3 separate regions of the Sus scrofa genome follow, and all the other regions are linked to region 2. Evidence: chromatin contacts called from public Hi-C data. All regions are on one chromosome and are shown on one strand. Each heading gives the region's core, a stretch centred on a gene start, on an enhancer-like site or on the middle of the called end of the contact. The rest is flanking DNA. Distances are from core to core; before and after follow the strand shown. Region 1 holds the start of ARL4A (ADP ribosylation factor like GTPase 4A). Region 2 holds the start of TMEM106B (transmembrane protein 106B). Region 3 holds the start of THSD7A (thrombospondin type-1 domain-containing protein 7A).

What was found. A called contact is a pair of places that touch in the nucleus more often than the background predicts.
Region 1: a Hi-C map of heart right ventricle shows a contact between it and region 2, with 5 times the contacts expected there. The contact joins the promoter of ARL4A here to the promoter of TMEM106B in region 2. A contact is called at or near these places in 1 of 47 Hi-C or Micro-C datasets (heart right ventricle) and 1 of 2 datasets of contacts at active chromatin or transcription factors (alveolar macrophages).
Region 3: a contact with region 2 is called in a Hi-C map of skeletal muscle, with 5 times the contacts expected there. The contact joins the promoter of THSD7A here to the promoter of TMEM106B in region 2. A contact is called at or near these places in 2 of 47 Hi-C or Micro-C datasets (heart right ventricle and skeletal muscle).

What each region holds. Positions count from the first base shown.
Region 1 is chr9:82,225,262-82,227,961 of Sscrofa11.1, forward strand. It overlaps ARL4A (ADP ribosylation factor like GTPase 4A), which reads left to right and starts at 1,436. Exons shown (of 1, transcript NM_001031791.1): 1 at 1,436-2,038. The coding sequence starts at 1,436. The coding sequence ends at 2,038.
Region 2 is chr9:81,836,230-81,838,929 of Sscrofa11.1, forward strand. TMEM106B (transmembrane protein 106B) reads left to right here and starts at 1,425. Exons shown (of 8, transcript XM_003130176.4): 1 at 1,425-1,642.
Region 3 is chr9:81,516,813-81,519,512 of Sscrofa11.1, forward strand. It overlaps THSD7A (thrombospondin type-1 domain-containing protein 7A), which reads right to left and starts at 1,388. Exons shown (of 26, transcript XM_021102433.1): 1 at 902-1,388. The coding sequence starts at 1,064.

The sequences.
Region 1 (2,700 bases), core at 186-2,685, 390 kb after region 2:
AGAGAGAGATAGAAGGGGGCGGGGCCCCGGCCGACGCCGGGTGCGGTAGGCCGAGCACCGTTAAGGCAGCCCGGCGCCCGGCCAGCGCCCCGGGAAGCGGCGTCTTGTCCCCGGCCACCGCCCAGCCCTCGCTGGGGCCCTCCTGCTGGCATCTACGCGATCCTACGTGGCTGTCGGACGAGGGAAGGACGGTTAGTCAGGTGAGCCGCTGCAGGGCAGGCAGCTGTGTGGCCACGCCCTGCCGAGGGAGCCGAGCCTGCCGGCTGCTGAGGGGCGAGGTGAACGGGTAGTGCTGGGGAGGAGCGGACCTGCTCTGGCGAGTGTCGCAAGCCCGATCCTTCATGCCCAGGGGCCGGCGGGTCCGCAGGGGGCGGCCTCCGGCCAGCGGACAAAGGGTTAACGCGCCGGCGGTGACCGCGGGCCCCGGATGTGAGAATCGTGGACCTGCGTCCAAGGGCAGCGCCGCAGGTGCGCCGGGACGGGCGGAGCGAGAGGGATGGCGGGGACCCGACCGGCCGAGGCTCCCCCTCCCCTGCAGGGGCCGCTCGGCTCCCTCCGTAGGCGTACTGTTTTCTAACTTGAGGGCAACAGGTGGTGCTTGTGGACCGAGAGAGAGCCTGGCTCCACCGCTCTAGGAGCGGCAGTGACTCGTACCAATTAGGGAGCGGGGGCGGGCGTGGTAGGGACGCGCTGACGCAAGTGACCAATGGGGCTTGGGCTCAGGGGTGGGCCGTGAGGCGTGGGCGTGGTTGGAGCCTGAATCCAGGGTTTCTAGTGCGACAACCGCCAGAGCTGCGGAGAGCGCTAAGCTGGGCGGACGTGGGGTCCTTCTCTGCCCCAGCGTAGCAAAGCCTACCAATGCTTTCTCGTTTGGACCCCGACTCCAATTTGGGAGGTGAGAACATTGTGTTTTACGTAGGGGGTTGGGAGCGGCTTGGGTTAACTGTGACCGTGGGTATGTTGTTAGGCATATGGAATTAGATACTAAAGATCAATCGATTACGTGATGCAAATTTTCTTCCAAAAAAACCACTTCTATGGCTACTGCGACTTGTCCCGCATGCTGGTGACTAGGTTGTCTCCGGAATGAGATCTTTGAGGTCTAAGGACCCCGGGGGGAGTAGAGAAAACTACGTATTACTGCAATTTCAGTGAATGTTAAAGAATTTCAGTGGCATCGATTTTTCTGTCGTCTGCGTCGGATTGCGTACATTTCTTATCTCATTTGGTATGTTTATGGCAACAAGTTTCATTTATCAAGTTCCTCGTGTTGCTTATTTAGCAAGAAGAGAGGAAAACAGTTGTAGTAAATTATTTCACAAGAGTAACTTATTCATTTCCCCCCTCAGCAGCTTGGTAGCTGTATCCCCTAGGAAGAGAACCAAAGCAGTAAGAAGAAAGCATTTGAATTTGGAACACTTCTTTGCAGCTGGAAATGGGGAATGGACTGTCAGACCAGACTTCTATCCTGTCCAGCCTGCCTTCCTTTCAGTCCTTCCACATCGTCATTCTGGGTTTGGACTGTGCTGGAAAGACAACTGTATTGTACAGGCTTCAATTCAATGAGTTTGTAAATACTGTACCTACCAAAGGATTTAACACTGAAAAAATTAAGGTAACTTTGGGAAATTCTAAAACAGTCACTTTTCACTTCTGGGATGTAGGTGGTCAGGAGAAATTAAGGCCACTGTGGAAATCATACACCAGATGCACAGATGGCATTGTGTTTGTTGTGGACTCTGTTGATGTTGAAAGGATGGAAGAAGCCAAAACTGAACTTCATAAAATAACTAGGATATCAGAAAATCAAGGAGTCCCTGTGCTTATAGTAGCTAACAAGCAAGACCTGAGGAACTCATTGTCTCTCTCAGAAATTGAAAAATTATTAGCAATGGGTGAACTAAGCTCCTCAACTCCCTGGCATTTGCAGCCCACCTGTGCAATCATAGGCGATGGACTAAAGGAAGGACTTGAGAAACTACACGATATGATAATTAAAAGAAGAAAAATGTTGCGGCAACAGAAAAAGAAGAGATGAACCACGATACCTTTTCTATTTGTGTGGAGTAGGTTTTCTCCTTCTGATTTTGACAAATGGAAGAGTGTCTACAGCCTGGTTTGCCTGCCTGCCCTCCTGGATGCTGTTAAAGCTTTGTTTTGTTGAACAATCAGATGTCCAAATCTACTGCCTTGTGGAAGATGAGTAAATGCAGTGCTTCTTCAAATGGTCTCTTCTCCCTACCCCACAAGTCTTTTGGTACTACCATTTTGGGAAGCCAAGCAAGGATAGGAAATTGACCAGAAAACAGTTGTGGAAATTTGACCTGAAGTTAGTGAAATAAAACTTTGGAGAGTGTCTGCCTAGTGTTTTGTGCTTATGTCTTATGGGGGGAAGCCTTTGCAAGGAAATTGCATGCTAGGCTTGGTATGTTAAGATAAAATGCTAATGAATGAAAATGTTATGGTAGATTAATATATATATACACACACAGTTATATTGATCACATTGGTCCAACCAGTAAGGGAAAAAGAGGAAGTGTTTGGTTTTTAAGTTTTGGCCAAATGAGTTTTGACATTTTGGGGAATCAAATACTGTAATACTATATCTTGATTCTAGACAGTATTTAAGTAAGTCTAACTTAAAAGAATAAAAATGGTATTTGGGGCGTATTCAAGTGCATGGATTAGCTTTTCCGACAC
Region 2 (2,700 bases), core at 175-2,674:
GGGCTTTACCAGATCTCATTGCATGGCTATTCTATATTAAGTTATCCTGTAGAGTCATACAGGTGGACTGTCAGAATAGATACATAAGTTGCTCTTCTTTCTTCTCTCGCATGTTCTGATTTGTTTTAGCTATACTATTTATTTTGAAATTTCAAAAAATGTTAGTGGAAAATAACCATTCCTCTACCCACTTTTAGGAGAAAATTTGATGGGATAAATGATTTACTCAATGGCCCACAGGAAGACAAGGGCTAAAAAGGGTGGAGAATGATTTAATCAACATGGCATTGTTGGATATTTAAATGAAAACATTTTGTACAAAAATCATATTAGTTCTCATTAGGGTCAGGATAAATTCCAAAGGATGTGAATGCAGGATGTGAAAATTTAAATTTTTAATACTCTTGCTACATAATGCCTAACTGCTTGCTAGTAATTTTATGAGCTTATATCTTCACCAATATAGTGTGAGAAAGCTCATTATCTTACACATATATATATAATTTTGGTATTAAAATTATATATTTGTTATTTTTCCATCCCTGGCCTGGCCTGGGAACTTCCACATGCTGCTGGGCGGGGGGGCGCGGGGGGGGGGATTCATATTGCTTTGATTTCTTACTTTTTTTTACATATCTTCATATTCTCTTGGTCAAACAAATCTATCCTGTCAGAACATAGAAATAAATTACTATGACTTTCTTCCTGGGTTACTATATATACATGCTGTTACCCTGATTATAACAATGACTTTCATTCACTAAACATTAAACAGTGCAGGCAATGAGTAGCCTGAGCTTGACAGTCATTTCCATTATCTCATTTAACCCTCAAAACAACTCTGTATTGTTATTCTCATTTTCTTAACGCTTTGAGGTGTTAAGGAGAGTAGACCCAAGTCACAGAGATGAGCTGAAACACAGTATTTGAGCAGACTCACACCCTTGTAATTAAGCACTTAGGGGGCGGGGGAGGGCGCACCTTGCGCAAAAACAAAAACAACCAGAACAAAACCAAAGCCGGTTCCCGCCCACTCACTGTTTTCTTCTAATAATCACGAGATTCTAAATTAAAACAGATGTGACTTTTTGGCTGCCAGACATGGCTATCGACCAGTTTATCTCACTCCTAGCGTCTCTAGTGTCAGGGGTCACTTGAAGAGGCAAACAGGTTTGAGGCAAACAGTACACGTCTTTCCCCTTCGCAAAGGGAAACAGCCTGACAGAGTCACAGAAAACGGAGGGGGTACCACCATTTTTAAATCTTCAGAGCTCGAGCGGCCAAATTTTACCTCTAAGTCTTAGGAGACCAAGGTAACGAAACAGGTAGACCGATCGAGCACAGCACCAGGCCTTCAGCGCTGTAGAAAGGCGGAGAATGGACGCAAACGTGACGCACGCTTCCGGGCTACACCCCCCTGCTCCGGGAGCGCTCTGCGCAGGCGCGGGAGCAGGTCGCAGCAGCGCTGGGCCTCGGCTTAAGCTGTTGTTGTGCCGCCCCTCCCCCACCCCTACCCTGCGGCGGCCCAGCGCTGCAGGCCGCTGACTCCAGCCCCAGCACCCGGGACTGCGGACTTCGTGACCCTTTCCTCGGGCCTGTCCGCGCCGGAGCAGCTCGGGACTGCGCAGCACTCCGCGTGCCGGTGAGCGACCCAGGACGCGCAGCCCCCAAGTCCCCTTCTGGAACAGGGCCGAGCGGGCGCCCTGGGAAGAGCCGAGCCCTACGAGGAGATGGAGGAGGGGAGGCTGCCAGGGAGCTGGGCCCGCCCGGCGACCAGGGAGGCGCTTTGGGCTGGGCAGTGGAGGTGTGTCACCTTCTCTCACCCGGGCCCAGCCTCCTGCCAAGGGGCTCCAGGCTTCGGCCCAAGCCTGGCACACAGGGTAGTTTCCGGGTCTCCGTACGTTGAGCGCCCAGGTGGCCCCGGGTTTTCTCTCCTTGAGTTTTCTTTACTCGCTGCCGGTGTTTCAACTTTAACCTTTCCTAGAGTAGGCAGGCTGCGTCCTGAGTTTTGTTTATGTAGTTTTTAAAAGGCGCCGACTTCTCTCGCTCAGATCATGACCCATTTAAATTGGATGGAGTCCTATACAGGTTTTTTTCCCCTCTCCGTAAGGAGTCTGAGATCCGTGTTGATTTTGAGTAAATTAAAGGATTTTGATAAAAACATCGAACACAGGGAAGAGGAACGGTCCCAGCACCTCTTTATAAACTAAAGGAATCTCCAGAAATAAAAGTGGTTGAAGTGCTCTGAGGAAAATCCGGTGGAGAGGACAAGGATGCCCCAGTACCTCACAGTCTGCAACTTGTCCTTTAGCCTTGATGATGCAAACACCAGTCAGAGGCTGACTCTATCAAGGCAACTGTTACATAAGAGTGGAAAAGAGGCCCAGACTGAGAGCCACTTGGTTTTGCCTTCTGTGTCTTTTCCCCTTAAGACATTCCAGTGGGAGGCACCTTATACCTCTGTTGTGTTAACTGAGATCCCAGAAAGGGTGCCTCTGAGGCCCTGGCTGCTAAGGCCCGATCCCAACTCATCTAATATTCCATACAGGCTCCAAGGTCAAAGTGTGTGGAGACGGTGATGTTAATTTGCCCGTGAGCCACCTGTGATTGGCAAGTATTGGTTTGGCCTGGATTTCATTTCTTTGAGCCAAATCAAGAGAAAATAGTGCATTTTTAGAAGTTATAAATCGTTTATGTTTT
Region 3 (2,700 bases), core at 138-2,637, 320 kb before region 2:
GCATCCTTCTCTTAATGTTTAGACATTGCCAAGAAAGTCAATTCATCCCTAGCCCTAAGCAATAAGAATAATGTTTCCCACTTTCTTCCTATAAATGTCAAGTTTCAGGTCTGCTGAAGAATTCTCAGTGTCCTTTAGAGGAGAAAGGAGCGGCTGGAGAGGGGGTGGTAATTCTTCATTTGGTATTGTTTTCCTGCCCTTCACTGCCCCACCAGGACCTCTAGTCAGCACTTTGCTAGGAGGTTCTGAGGGACAATTAGTTGCTGCTTTCGTTGCCTGGTTGAAAACAAAGCAAAAATTTTTCAAGGCAGGAAAAGTTGAAACCTAAACATCCTAAGAATTACACACTTTAAAAATCCGGCAATTCACTCGTTAAGAATTAAGCTTTACAAGGTCTCAGCCAGCTCGCTGGAGTCCCACTTGCTTTTAACTGTTAGAACTGCCCTCACTTGGCTTGTTTCCACGTGTCCCACATAAGCTACACTTAACAAATTTAACTCTATATCCATATATACCATGGCACTGACTAAATTGTTTGTCTTAACACAGAATAAAGACCAGAGCTAAAATGTTTGCTTGTTCTTTGCTAGAATGAGAATGTAGAGGTTAAAAATATGGCACTTAATTATGAAAGTGCAGGTTGGTTTGCCCTCATTAACTATGGAGCTGTGAGAAAAATACCATTCTAGTGATTCACTAATGCCTTTTAGTTGTTAGGTTTTTCTTTCCTAATAGCATCGGACATGACCTAATTTGCTTCCTAAGAATCATACTTTTTACCTTAGGATCTCAGCATACCCGGGCCATCAAGAAGCACAGGGGTCCCTCCTGAAGCTTAGCAGTTAGGTAATGTGGACCCAGATGTGAAGAAGGGAAGCAGGGGGAACTCCGTCCCACTTACCAGTCTTCCACAGATAGAGGGTGGGTGTCTCCGCCTCGCCCGGCGCCCCGCGGGTGCCCGGGCACACCAGCAGCAGCAGCGGTAGCAGCAGCGGCAGGACTGCCGGGCGCGGGCCCGCAGCGCCCAGGCTCTGTGACGCCGAGCGCCTAGCTTGCAGCCCCATGCCGTCCGCAACCGCTCCAGTGTCCAGGTCCGGGATGCTGTTGGCAGGGAATTTTCTTTCACTCTCCGAAGGTCTTCCGAAGGACTACAGAACCCAAACCTCTTCCCGGCTATTGTTCGAGTCAGATGAAAAGGAGGGAAAGAGCGTTTAACACCAGGGAACAATAGCGTCTGCGGTAGCCGTGGCTGCTGCCGCCACCGCCGCTGGCGGGGATGCTGCTGCCGCTGCCATTCCGCGCAGAGTGGCAGGTCCTAGTGGCGAGGGAGGCAGCTGTCCGCAGGGGGCCCCAGCTGACTGAGCAGGTCCACGAGGTCCGAGAAGCAGCGCCACCGCCAGCTGGAGGGACAGGAAGGGGTGTGAGCCGGGCGAGGGGGCTGGATGCTGGGGGAGGCGAGAGCGCCAGGGCAAGAAAGGAAGGGAGCGAACAGAAGAGGGGGCACCCAGATCCAATACACCCGCCCAAGAACTCCCGTGCACATGGTGCGATGAAATATGTTTGGGAGGATATACACCAATAAAAAGAATCATTGCCCGACAGGCTTCGGCATGACAAATAACAGGCAGTGAAATTAATCGTCACCCAAGAAGTCAAATGCTAGATCTAGTAGTATGTTCTTCTTAGTGCATATTTATTTACACAAAGCATCACTGTTTGTAATTTTTAAGCGTGCCTTCTGAATTACGTTATGTGGGGAGCAGTATTTATGAGATGTGAAAAACAGGGATATAGAGATATTTACTGTCAAAACACACTTAAACACTTTATAAATCTTTTCAACTTAAAATAATCTATCCTCAATAAAAATATAAGCAGTATTGATATACTGTGACAAATCAAAGTACATTTTCTTTTAATAGCCTTTAAAACTGAATTAGCATAAGTATTCATATGCTATCTAATTGCATAGATGACATTTTACAAAAACTAATCATAAAGTTATATTTCAGATATGAAGTTAATGAAAGTGCTATCCCTTTATTTATTCTCTGTCAAAAGCATGCTACCTTTAAGGATCCACACAGTTCTGAGTAAAACTAAAGAACAAATTGAGTTTCCCTTATTTGGATATGTCCAAATTAGTAAACTGTTCACTTAAAAATCCTTGACACTAATTTCTCTTCATTCTTACTGTAGAAAAAATGCCTTTATAATCTATATAATCTAATGACTTTGGGTCTTTTGTTCTTTGTGTTTTCACTTTCCTAAACCAGTAGTAAGAAAGGAATGTGTGTGAAGTCAGATAATGCTCTGCCCTTTCTCTTTCTCTCTTCTCCTCAATAACCTTTTATTAATTCATTTCCTAGTAAAGCTAAAATAATATCCAGGCATTTAGCCAATTAAAAACTGGCCAAAAAGAAAGCCAAAGAAAACTATTCACATCCGGTCAGCAACATTTGGCCAGATGAAATTTAAAAAGCAGGAAAACTACTCTTTATGAATTTACTCCATCAACACAGCCAACCCAATAGTTTAAAATGAGGAAGCTACTGTTTCTGAAAGAGGAAACCTTCCATAAAGCTCTCCTGGGATGCCTGTCATTTTGCAGATTACTCCAGATACAGCCCTTGCACATGCATTAGATTAAAAGCAAGTTTGATCAAATAATTCCCAGGTCCTGCCTATTTAAGTATTCTG